Linked DNA regions of Sus scrofa: regions 2 and 3 are each linked to region 1. The links are chromatin contacts, called in public HiChIP or PLAC-seq maps. All regions are on one chromosome and are shown on one strand. Each heading gives the region's core, a stretch centred on a gene start, on an enhancer-like site or on the middle of the called end of the contact. The rest is flanking DNA. Distances are from core to core; before and after follow the strand shown.

The links. HiChIP or PLAC-seq counts read pairs in DNA pulled down with a chosen protein or histone mark.
Region 2: a contact with region 1 is called in an H3K27ac HiChIP or PLAC-seq map of alveolar macrophages. The contact joins the promoter of STARD7 here to the promoter of SNRNP200 in region 1. A contact is called at or near these places in 2 of 47 Hi-C or Micro-C datasets (epiblast stem cells and heart right ventricle) and 1 of 2 datasets of contacts at active chromatin or transcription factors (alveolar macrophages).
Region 3: an H3K27ac HiChIP or PLAC-seq map of alveolar macrophages shows a contact between it and region 1. The contact joins the promoter of NCAPH here to the promoter of SNRNP200 in region 1. A contact is called at or near these places in 2 of 47 Hi-C or Micro-C datasets (embryonic fibroblasts and epiblast stem cells) and 2 of 2 datasets of contacts at active chromatin or transcription factors (alveolar macrophages and skeletal muscle).

The regions. Positions count from the first base shown.
Region 1 is chr3:46,927,003-46,930,811 of Sscrofa11.1, reverse strand. It overlaps SNRNP200 (U5 small nuclear ribonucleoprotein 200 kDa helicase), which reads right to left and starts at 1,746. Exons shown (of 45, transcript XM_021087098.1): 1 at 1,543-1,746; 2 at 913-1,076. The coding sequence starts at 1,587. LOC110259970 (a long non-coding RNA gene) reads left to right here and starts at 1,784. Exons shown (of 2, transcript XR_002342509.1): 1 at 1,784-1,917; 2 at 2,185-2,623.
Region 2 is chr3:46,990,885-46,994,693 of Sscrofa11.1, reverse strand. STARD7 (stAR-related lipid transfer protein 7, mitochondrial) reads right to left here and starts at 1,986. Exons shown (of 8, transcript XM_003124844.6): 1 at 1,210-1,986. The coding sequence starts at 1,532. All of the region lies in intron 4 of TMEM127 (transmembrane protein 127), which reads right to left.
Region 3 is chr3:46,891,369-46,895,177 of Sscrofa11.1, reverse strand. NCAPH (condensin complex subunit 2) reads left to right here and starts at 2,170. Exons shown (of 18, transcript XM_021087093.1): 1 at 2,170-2,288. The coding sequence starts at 2,270.

The DNA.
Region 1 (3,809 bases), core at 497-2,996:
ATGGCACAGATGAACCTATCTACAGTATGGAAACATACTCACAGACATGAAGAACAGATTTCTGGTTGCCAAGGGGGAGGGGGGAGTGGTGGGATGGACTGGGAGTTTGGGTTTAGGAGATGCAAACTATTACATTTAGAACAAATAAGCAATGAGGTGCCGCTGTATAGCACAGGGAACTATATCCAATCTCTTGTGATAGGACATGATAGAAGATAATATAAGAAAAAGAATTATGCATGTATGTATGACTGGGTCACTTAGATATACAGCAGAAATTGACAGAACATTGCAAATCAACCATAATAAATTTTTTTTTTTTTTTTTTTGTCTTTTGCCTTTTCAGGGCCAAATCCACAGCATATGGAGTTTCCCAGGCAAGGGGCTGAATCAGTGCTACAGCTGCCAGCCTGCGCCACAGCCACAGCAATGCCAGATCCTTAACCCACTGAGCGAGGCCAGGGATTGAACCCACTAGTCGGGTTCATTAACTACTGAGCCATGAAGGGAATTCCCCATAATAAAATTTAAAAAAATAAAATAAAATGTAAAAACAGAAAAAATAGAAATGGACAAGGGAAGACAAAAGAAGTAGGAGTGGCAAGTTAGTAATAGAAGAAAAGAGTTACTGAGACAAGGGTTAACCAAGAATCTTGAAAATACCATGAAAAAATTAAGATCTCTCTATGGACAAGAAACACATGCTGGCAAAAGGTCTAAAAATTGTTTTCCACCTCAGGTACACTTGTTAAGGCCAAGAACCTTTCAATTCTTATATTCTGTTTTTACTTTCACTGAGTTTTAATGCCACTACGTCTCCTTGCACCAAGCATTTCAGCAAAAACACTGCCCAAATACCAAGAGAAAATGGACTTTGGATTTGAATAAAAATCATTTTCGCCTTATACTCACTTGGCTCTTCTTTCCTCTTGCATCTGTGGTTTGGTCCGTTGAGCCTTATCTCCCATACGGGTACCTTCCAACTTCCCAACCAGGGAGAGCACCTCTCCTGTGGGTTCATCCCGGCGGGTCCGGTCAATGAGAGAGCGGTCAGCTTGGAGGACAAGATTCGAGTTCTGAAAAGATAACAATATGATCGAAGTTCTGACGTGAGCAGGACCAATTCCTCTATCACAAGGTGATAACCATTAGTTGGAATAAGATATTTTCCTTAGAAAGAGCATCGTACAATTGCGCGTGAGACAGAGGTAATCAAATAGGTAGAACAATCCTTGCTCCTAACACTGCCCACAATAATTCTCACCTGGGAAAAGTTGGGGGTGACTTACGGAAGAGGGCAGGTAAAGCGCTGAGGGGACAGGGGACAAACACTCCTAGCAGAGCTCTTAGCCCATCCCACTCGTCCCAGACACCAGTGGGGTTATTAGTCTTATCATCATGTACCCACACCTTCGCCCGGATCTGACTTCCCCTCTGATTTGGCAGTTCTTCCGAAGGCCTTCAGACAGAAGCTCCCTTCCGCAGACTCCCGCTCCCCACCGAGGTCCCCAGCCCAGAGCCCTGCGCCGAGCCTGCACGCACCGCCTTGTACTCGTACTGCAGGCTACGGGCGGTCACATCCGCCATGGCCGCCGCTGCTCCGGGGTCTCAGCACTCCTCTTCCCCCACCGCACGCTCTCAACGGTCACGGATATCCGCTACCGCCGCGCCGAAACAACGCAGAAGAGACGCAATGGAGGGAGAAAGAGACGAGCTTACTTCCGCTTCCGGGTCGCTCGCCGGAAGTGCAGGTGACCGTATCTACGGCGTGTGCGTTCCTCTTTCCTGAGACCTTATGGGCTCGGTTGGTTGGACCGACGAATTCCGAGACCCTCAGACAATGGTTCCGGACCCACGTCCCGTACTTTCTTACACCTCGGCCTCCGGCCTCCAAGACTCCTCACATCATAGCGAAGCGTACGTCTGTTTACCCCCTATCCTGTCTCAAGCGCTTTTCTACCGGCTTCTTCCTCTGGAAACAGTCCTGTGAGCTATGCCGGCAAGGAGAAACTAATGAACCCCATTTCTGGCTGAGAAAACTGAAACACCTGTGTGCCTGTGTCTGATATCTTCCTTGGGTTTTTCCTCTATATTGAACGATTGAAAGAACGCTCTGTTCCCCACCTGTCCCACCTAAAACCCATGCCTCCGGAGCTCTCATTCTGGTCTCACTTTACGCGGCAGGGCCCTCCCCACGATTGAAGAACTTCGGTGAAAGCAGCTACCCTCCTGGCAGGCCAACTCCTTGAAGACAGTAACAATTTCTTCTCCAACAACGAAGCCTATCCGGGCCCTGGAGGCACTCCTGCCTTCCTATCCCCTGCCTTCCCATCCCGAGTTCTGCTCTATGGAATGGCAACTAATAGCTGAATAGTTATAGCTTGTTTGTTTTTGAAAGATTAAGGGAAGCTAAAGGAATTCATCCTCTATGGCTGATGGCCATGGCCGACAGCTGCTGGTCCAAATTTCCCCTACAGGAGTATTTTGTTTGACTCACTATCTGGGATTGTTGAAAGTTCCTGGTGGCCTTGCAGTTAGGACCTGGCGTTATCTCTGCTGTGGCTCAGGTTCTATCCCTGGCCTGGGAACTTCTACATGCCAAGGGTGCAGCAAAAAAAAAAAATAAATAAATAAATAGCAAAGGACTGACCTTCTTACATGGCTGACTTGCCTGGTGCTAATCAGCAACTGCCACTTTCATTAGATGCACATGTTCTTCCCACAGACCCTGTAATTGCTTGGCCCCTGTAGGCATGAGGTTTGCAGCCCTGAGAGTTTTTTGTATATATAACTGGGCCTTCCAAGAGACAGTCAAGTTCTGTGGCAGCTCTGCTCCTCAGTGGCTTTGTGACTTTGAGTAGCTGCCTTGTTTCTAGGTGAGTGTCATTTTGTCATCCTTAAAATTGAGGCAGTAAAACTTTCCTCTTAGGTCTTTTGGTAAATGAGATAGTGTGTTTAAAAGCACCAGCAGGGGTTCCCATCATGGCTCAGCAGTAATGAACCCAACTAGGATCCATGAGGATTCGGGTTCAATCCCTGGCCTTTCTCAGTGGGTCAGGACCCAGTGTTGCCGTGACCTGTGGTGCAGATCGCAGACATGGCTCAGATCCTGCATTGCCATGGCTGTGGCATAGGCCGGCAACTTTAGCTCTGATTTCACCCCTAGGCTGGGAATTTCCATATGCTTTAGATGAGGCCCTAAAAAGACACACACAAAGTACCAGCAAAGTGCCTGACTCAGATAGGGGCTCACTGAAGGTAACTTGAATTTGAATCCTCAAGACCAGAGTTCCCCTTGTGGCACAATGGGATTAGCAGCATCTTGGGAGCGCTAAGATGCAGGTTCCATCCTGGCCTGGCACAGTGGGTTAAGGATCCAGTGTTGCTGTGGTTGTGATCCCTGACCAGGGAAGTCCATATGCTGTGGGACAGCGCCCCCCGCCAAAAAAAGCAAATCCTCAGGACTGACTTTTATTCCATGGTCATGCTGTGGTTCACCCATCTGACACCAAAGGGTCTGAAAAGCATATTAGGGATTCTGCTCTGCATTTCTGCAGGACTGGTACTTGTGTTCACAGGTCAAGCCTGGGCCACTAGCAAATCTGTGAAGCAAGGAAAAAGGAAATTTCCCCCATCCTCCCTTTCCCTCTCTAAGCAGGCACAATGAAATGTAATCTTCCAGTTATTAAGTTAGGTGGATTGGACATCAGAACTTGAAGAAGCTTTAGAGATAGAGTAGCTCAGCTTCCCACGTGAAGAGGCTGCAGGCAAGAGAGGATTGTCACATCAAAATGTACGTACAGGAAGAA
Region 2 (3,809 bases), core at 737-3,236, 64 kb before region 1:
ACATCTTCGACCTACACCACAGCTCACGGCAACGCCGGATCCTTAACCCAGTGATTGAACCTGCAACCCCATGGTTTCGAGTCAGATTCGTTAGCCACTGAGCCACAACTGGAATTCCCTGGTTACAATTTTAAACTGCATTTACAAAACAGTCATCTTTCCTGCTAGGAAAAGTATCATTAGCTCTTGAGATACACTTGCATTTACCTACAACTCAACAGTGTTGCACAAACAGCTGCTTGGCATCTGAGTGCTACACCTCCAAACAGATCACAGTGCTATTTTTACTGAAGTATTTCCACTTTTAGTCTAACCAAAAATGTGGAATTAACAGAAGAAATAGCTGGAATAAACAGATTTGCATGGAAAGGTCTTGAAATCACAGTTTCAGAGTTTAGGGGGCAGGGTGTGTGTGTGTGTTTGTGTGTGTGTGTATAGAAAAAGCACAGTTTAAGAATATCTGTTAGAAAGTACAGTGACAAGCAAGATCCGAAGCCAGGTCTCCCTATGATATTATGTGAAAATTGTAAAGGTTCAGTTCAGAATGACCGATTAATACATTCGATCAATGGTTCTGCACTTTTCAGAGGTTTTGATGATGACAGTGTGATTTCAGAGCCTAATGAAACAGTACTCCCAGAGTTCTACTGGAAGTAGCAAATAAACTGACCTAGTTCTTCCAGGTTAAAATGTCTGGGCTACAGGTACGTTCGGGGAGGGCCAAATCGATTCCAGCATCATAACTCTGACATGAGTCACAATGACAAAAGAGCTCTCCTAGCCTTCCTCACGAAATTCACTTAGAATGAAGTAAATTTGTAAACTGCATAATTATTATTACACTTAGGTCAAAATTAAAACCTGCTTGGAATTTGCATTTTTCCAGATGTGTTAAAGATCTCGTGAACAGTAGCCTACATGTCTTCCATACCAATTTTTCACAATGTTATTTTAGTGTCTTGCTTCCCCAAGTCTCCCTCTTCCACTACGCCTTACACTTCGTGATTTCCAACTCGACAAATCAAATTAACACATAGCAATAAAGAAACAAGGCCGGCTACAATAGGAGCAAGCTACTTGCATCGTCACTTCCAGTACCACCGGGTCCACGGGAGAACCGGTAAGGCAGGCCCCACGGTCTAATGTCCCCACCTCCCAACCTGACCGGCCCCGCCCCAGGGAAAGGCACGACCTCGCCACTGAGCCCACCTCTGCAACTCCTCCTCCTGGATCCTCTCCTCGTCCCACACGAACACGCCGGCGAGCGCCGCCATCAAGGCAGAGGCATGGCCCGGGCGCCCCCGCAGCCGGCGCCAGAGGCGGCCGAGAAGGACGCGGCGCGAGCTCTCCGAGTACAGGCGGCCGTAGAGCTGCGCGATCTGCTGCGCCCGCCGCACGCGCAGGCCCGTCACGAAGCTGCACTGATTGGCCAGCAGGGAGAGCAGGCCCCCGCCCCGCGCCCCCGCGCGCCCGGCCGCCGCCGCGCCCACCAGCCAGGCGGCCAGGCTGGCCGGCGGCCTCCTCGGAAACATGCCGACCGCGCGCCCCGCAGGCCCCTGTACCCTCTGCGCTTGCCTCGCGCCCGGAGGCAGGCGAAGTCTCGCTCGCAGAGCAAAAGAACGAGCCTGGGAGGGCGCAGAGCGACCTTCCGCCAAGTTCCCCTAACTGGCCGGCCCCGAGCTCGTCTCACGGTCTAACAGGTCGTTCATCTCTCTCGGCAGAAACCGCTGAGGAGTAGGTCAGCGCACCAGCCGCGGGGGCGGGCCCGCGACCGTGGCAGGAGGCGCTCCGGAGTTCGGGCTGGTGCCCGGGTGGGCGACGGCAGTTCAGTTCTGTGGGCCCCCTACCACCTCGGCGTCTTCAGGCTGGCGCCAGAGGCCGCGGTGCAAGGCGCGCGGGAAGCAGCGAGGCTGGCGGCGAGGTCTCGCGCATTCCGCGTCAGCCACATGCACCCCCAGCCTGCAACCTTCTCCGGGCTCCACCGCCCGGCCCTGATTGGGCGCGGCCCAGACTCTCGGTGCTGATTGGCGGAGTCAAGTGCTCGTCACCTCCCCTTCCCACCCCTTCGCGGGGCGCGCCGGGACCCCTCACTAGCAAGGTAGGTGGCGCGGTGGCAAGAGCTAGTCAAGGGCGCCTCAGAGATTGACCATCGGACCCCGCCGCCGCCATCTTCTGTCCACCCGACCCCGCCCCCCGAGGGGGCGCGGCCAGGTTCCTGTTACTACCCTGCGCGGTGCTAGTTCCGCTGTTCTGGGCGGCCCGAAGCCACCGTCTCGTTCACTGATTTGAGTCCAGGGTGGGGTCGGGTCTCTGCATTGCCTCTGCGGGGCCATTGGGGTGTCCAGGTTAGGAAGCCGGGAGCGGGACGGCGTAGACGCCTTTGGTGAATGGAGACCTTTCCTGGGCCTCCCCCGCTGCTCTTCCCGACCTGACCGAACCCCCGAGACCGCCTCCCAGAGTCTGAGTCTGAGCACTCAGTCGTCCCTCTATGAACCCTCGACGCGAGAGTGGGCCAGTGTGACATGCTGGGAACCCAGAACACTTTCCAGATTGCTGCGTGGGCAGGTGGCCCGTCGCAGTCTGGAAATGCAGTAGCCCTTTGATAAAGGGCAGCAGAATGGAGTTAAGTGGGGCAGATGCTCCTGGTCAAGTGTCCCTCTTTGACCCAACAAAGGTGGCCTAAAACCTATTTTGCACCACCCATGAACAACCTGGCTAAAAGATCTTATGGGCATTAAATTGCTATTCTAGGAGTTCCCGTCGTGGCGCAGTGGTTAACGAATCCGACTAGGAACCATGAGGTTGCGGGTTCGGTCCCTGCCCTTGCTCAGTGGGTTAACGATCTGGCGTTGAGTGAGTGAGTGAGTCCACCGTGAGCTGTGGTGGTGTAGGTTGCAGACGCGGCTCGGATCCCCCGTTGCTGTGGCTCTGGCGTAGGCCGGTGGCTACAGCTCCGATTCAACCCCTAGCCTCCATATGCCGCGGGAGCGGCCCAAGAAATAGCAACAACAACAAAAGACAAAAAGACAAAAATAAATAAATAAATTGCTATTCTATGCCCAACCTCACTAAAACGAAATGGCTGGATGTCTAAAAATAGCAAGGCCTTACAAGAGACTGTTTCCTTAATGTCTTAAAGCTTATATTAAGTACCTTATTGACAAACAAAATACTGTAAAAAGATATCTTCGTGTGAAAGACTGCTCACTCCAAGGCAGTGCAATTAGAAGTTTTACTCTTAAAGTACCTTTTTGAGCAATTTTGTGTGTTCTTTTTCTTTTTTTTGTCTTTTTGCTATTTCTTGGGCCGCTCCCGCGGCATATGGAGGTTCCCAGGCTAGGGGTCGATTCGGAGCTGAAGCCACTAGCCTATGCCAGAGTCACAGCAACGCGGGATCCGAGCCGTGTCTGCAACCTACACCACAGCTCACGGCAACGCAGGATCCTTAACCCACTGAGCAAGGGCAGGGACCGAACCCGCAACCTCATGGTTCCTAGTCAGATTCGTTAACCACTGTGCCACGACGGGAACTCCAATTTTGTGTGTTCTTAATAAAAGATATTTCTCCAAAAAGAAAATGTTTTACTGAGAGCTAAAATTTAGATCTATTCAGGCTGCCTGATTTCACTATGGGGATTGGTATTGATGTTTATTTTCCCTCGAAGTAAGAAGAAATGGGTATGTAACAGAAAATAATATTTAATGCTTTGTTGAGCAAAGCGTTTCTCAATGATGGTAGTAGGATGGCCGGAAGGGGGTGTGAAGGGAAAGGTTGAATTTTCCTACAGTCCCTCTTCCTTTGATTTAAA
Region 3 (3,809 bases), core at 921-3,420, 36 kb after region 1:
GATAAGTGATTTGACTGGGACCCTAGTGTAACACAGGATCTATTACCTAATTCCTCATAAAGCCCAGAGAAAGGGTATTATCATCACATTTTATAAATGGGGAAGAAAATGACGCCCAGAGAGGTTAAGATGCTCAATCCAGGATTTGCACTTGTCTTCCGACTTTGCTTATTCAACACATATTTAAGCACTTTGTGTCCAGGGCTGCAATTGAGCCCCGCTGAAATGATGAGCAAAGTCAGCTTTGTCCTAATTAAGTTGACAGTCTATGGAGGAGACAGATGTGAAATAGTCACCCTAGCAGATGTAAAATTACAAAGGTGACAAGTTCTACTAAAGCCTCCAGTAAGGACACTTGAGCGTATCAGGGAGGGCCTCCCTGAGGAAGTGTCCTGAGCTGAAACCTGACAGAAGGTAATTGGGTGAAGATGGAGTTGAAGGATTCCACATCGAGGATGTGGTATATGCAGAGGCTTTAAGGTGGGAGCTGGCATGGTAAGCGCCAGTCTCAAAGAAGGCCTACATGATTGGAGGGCAAGGTGAGGCTGGAGAGACTGTGGGGACCAGATTCAGCAGGGCCTTGCAGATCATTTTAGAATTTTCTAGAGCAATGGAACCTTTGAATGGTTTTGGACTTTGGCAGGAAGTGACAGTTCAGTTTTGTACTTAACAACCACCACCCTGGGCCCAAGGAGAAGGAGGTCAGAGCAGGATTGGGGCTGCTGCAGACCAGCAAGAAGGAAATGTGGATGAAAAGAGATGTAGGATTGAAGAGATTTTTAGGAAGTAAAAAGAGTCCAGGAATGGCTTGTATGAGGCAGGGGGAAGTGTCCAGGATGGCTTCTGGGTTCTGATTTAGGTTTCTGGGTAAACTTGTTTTCTTTCTTCTATCCCACACTGCCTTACACTAAAGGTTTGAAGGTGATCACTGAGAGAACAAGTTTTTGCAAAAAAAAAAAAAAAAAAAAAAAAAAAAAAAAAAAAAAAAGAAGCTTAAAAGGTTGTTTTCAGAGTTCCCATTGTGGCTCAGTGGAAACAAATCTGACTAGTATCCAGGAGGATGCAGGTTCAATCCCTGGCCTTGCTCAGTGGGTTAAGGATCCAGCGTTGCAGGTGTAGGTCGCAGAGGCAGCTGGGATCTGGCCTTGCTGTGGCTGTGGCATAGGTGGGTGGCTACAGCTCTAATTCGACCCATGTGCCGTGGCTGTGGCCCTAAAAAAAAAAGAAAAGTTTTCAACAGGTAAATACTTTTTTGGCTGCCAAATGACTAGGGGGCACCAGTGGCATTCTGTGAGCAAATCACACTGAGCAGTCCTACAAAGAGGGCAAAAGTCCCACAGGCCAAGGACTGTTTCACCCTGAATGCCTTGGGAAGTGCTGTATAAAATGCCATATATGTGTTATAAGAGATTACAAGCTGTTCTCCGGATATTTGGGGGAACAGCCTTGGCCTTTTTTCCATAATACAATTTTTGGAACCAGATGAAGCAGAACTTAATCTTATTTTTTTGAAAGAGGGGAATATATCCAGGAGTTTTTTTCATTAGATTTCATTTTAAAAAATGTACACACAGGAGTTCCCGTCGTGGCTCAGTGGTTAACAAATCCGACCAGGAACCATGAGGTTGTGGGTTCAATCCCTGGCCTTGCTCAGTGGGTTAAGGATCCAGCGTTGCCGTGAGCTGTGGTGTAGGTTGCAGACGCGGCTCGGATCTCTCCTTGCTGCGGCTCTGGTGTAGGCCGCGGCTACAGCTCCGATTGGACCCCTAGCCTGGGAACCTCCATATGCTGCGGGTGCGGCCCTAGAAAAGGCAAAAAGAACAACAACAACAAAAATGTACACACAGCATTTTGCACCCCTTCTTCCCCCGCCTGTAACGCTGCTCATTCAGGTGTGTTCGCCCCTCTCACCTCAGTCTCACACCCCGTCCATCACTTTCTGCTTCCTTGGTGTTTTGCTGCACAGGTCAGGATGGGAAAATCACCTTTGTTACCTTGGTCATCTGCCTCCCCCATAAGTAAGTAAACTCCGTGAAAGCAGAGCCCTTGCCCGTTCTGCTCTACGCTTGGACCCTAGCGCACAGTTCCGCGTCTAGCGCTTGAAAGGAGGCATATTTCCTCTCAGGACCACTTTTTTACGCGCGCAGGGCCGAGGCTGTCCGCGCAGGCGCGTCCTGGCCCCGCCCCCGGTGACGCCACGGCGGCCGTTACAGCGCTCCGGCGTCTCCGCGCGCGATTTAAAACCGGCTCTGGCGACTCCGAAGACGAGATGGGACCTCCTTGTCCGGGTGAGGCTGGGTGGGCAGGAGGCGCTGCGGGCAGGGCCCGGCGTGAATGGTGCTCCAGGCACCGGTGCTGGCGGGCGGGCCTGAGCGGGCAGTGCGAGTATTCTCGGCCCTGTCTTTGGCTTCTTCTTTGCCAGCGGAGTGAGACGCTCCAGGGCGCGGAGAGGGGGAGGGGAGGGGGGTAACGGGAGGGGGGGGAGGGAGTGGCGGGCGGGTTTCGCTCGGCCAATCAGAACGCGACTTCGGTCCGCGCTGCTCCTCTGTGATTGACCAGGTTGTGGGAAGCCTTTTTCCCTAGGCTCCTTCACCTTGGGTGGTGTGTCTTCCTTGAAAAGGAGGTTTTCCTAGAATGCACTTTAATTCAGGGCCGTGGAAGCGTTGTGGTTACCGCTGTGTGTTTAACACGCATGCATTTATTTATTTTCGTATTCACTCGACAAATATTGAGCGACCCCTTTGGTCCCCCTCTTAGACGCAGAGTTATAGTATAAAACGACAAAGTCCCACCCTCTTAGAGCGTGTACTTTAGTTCGGGAGACACAGTAAACGAAATAATTACAGATGAGGTTGAGCACTCAGATTGAGAAGAGCAGAGTAGGGGAAGGGTTATTTTCGGTTAGGAAGTCAGGGAAGACCTTTGAGCAGATTCTGGGGAACATGTTCTAAGCAGAAGGAGCAAGTACGAAAGAAGGGCAAGCGTGAAGGAGCCTGACATGGATGAATACCAGGACATGGTAATTAAAAGAGTGAATGAGGTGGGACAGGTAGGCAGGGCCTTCGTGTCTTGGTGAGAGGTTTCGAAATTTAGAGGTACATTTTGGACATGGTAAGTGACTCACCGGGGTCGGTCAGGTGAAAGGGTCAGTAATCATTTGGATAAGAGTTGGACACTCAGGGCAGTGATATAGGGTGCCCAGGGAAGTAGCCCCTGGACTGAGAGGTAAATTTGGAGGGTCAGGAAGCAAACCGTAGGAGCATTTTTTTTTTGCTATATGCTTTTTGTTATGTAGGTGGTAAAACCATGGAACAGGTGAGACCGCTAGGAAGGCCTTATAGAGAAAACACTCAGCACCAACATTTAGAAACTGGTTAAGGAAGAGCTGGAAAAACTCAGGCAAGTAAGCCAAAAGTGTATCAAGAAGCAGGGTGTTGTCACCTGTTTTGAGTGCTGCTGACTCTCAAGAGAGATGAAGCCTGAAAAGTGACTGTTGGGTTTGGGAACATGGAAGTTGTGAGTGATGGCAACAAAACAGTTTTCATGAAGTGGTGAGTGTGGGAGCCACACCAAAGGGCTTGAAAGATGAGGAGGTGGATGCAGAAAGCGTTTTAGAGCTCAGTTATCCTTTTCTTGAAATAATGGATCCATAATGTCAAAGGGAAGGAGGGAAACAGAGAAAGATGATTCCCAGAAAAAGGTGTGCCTCTAATTCCCATTTTAGTTTCCTTAGACAAGTTCTTCCTTCAGTGCTTTCTATTTCTGTTAGTCTCTTCTCCAAAGTCCACCTCCCTTCCTTACCTTGCAGT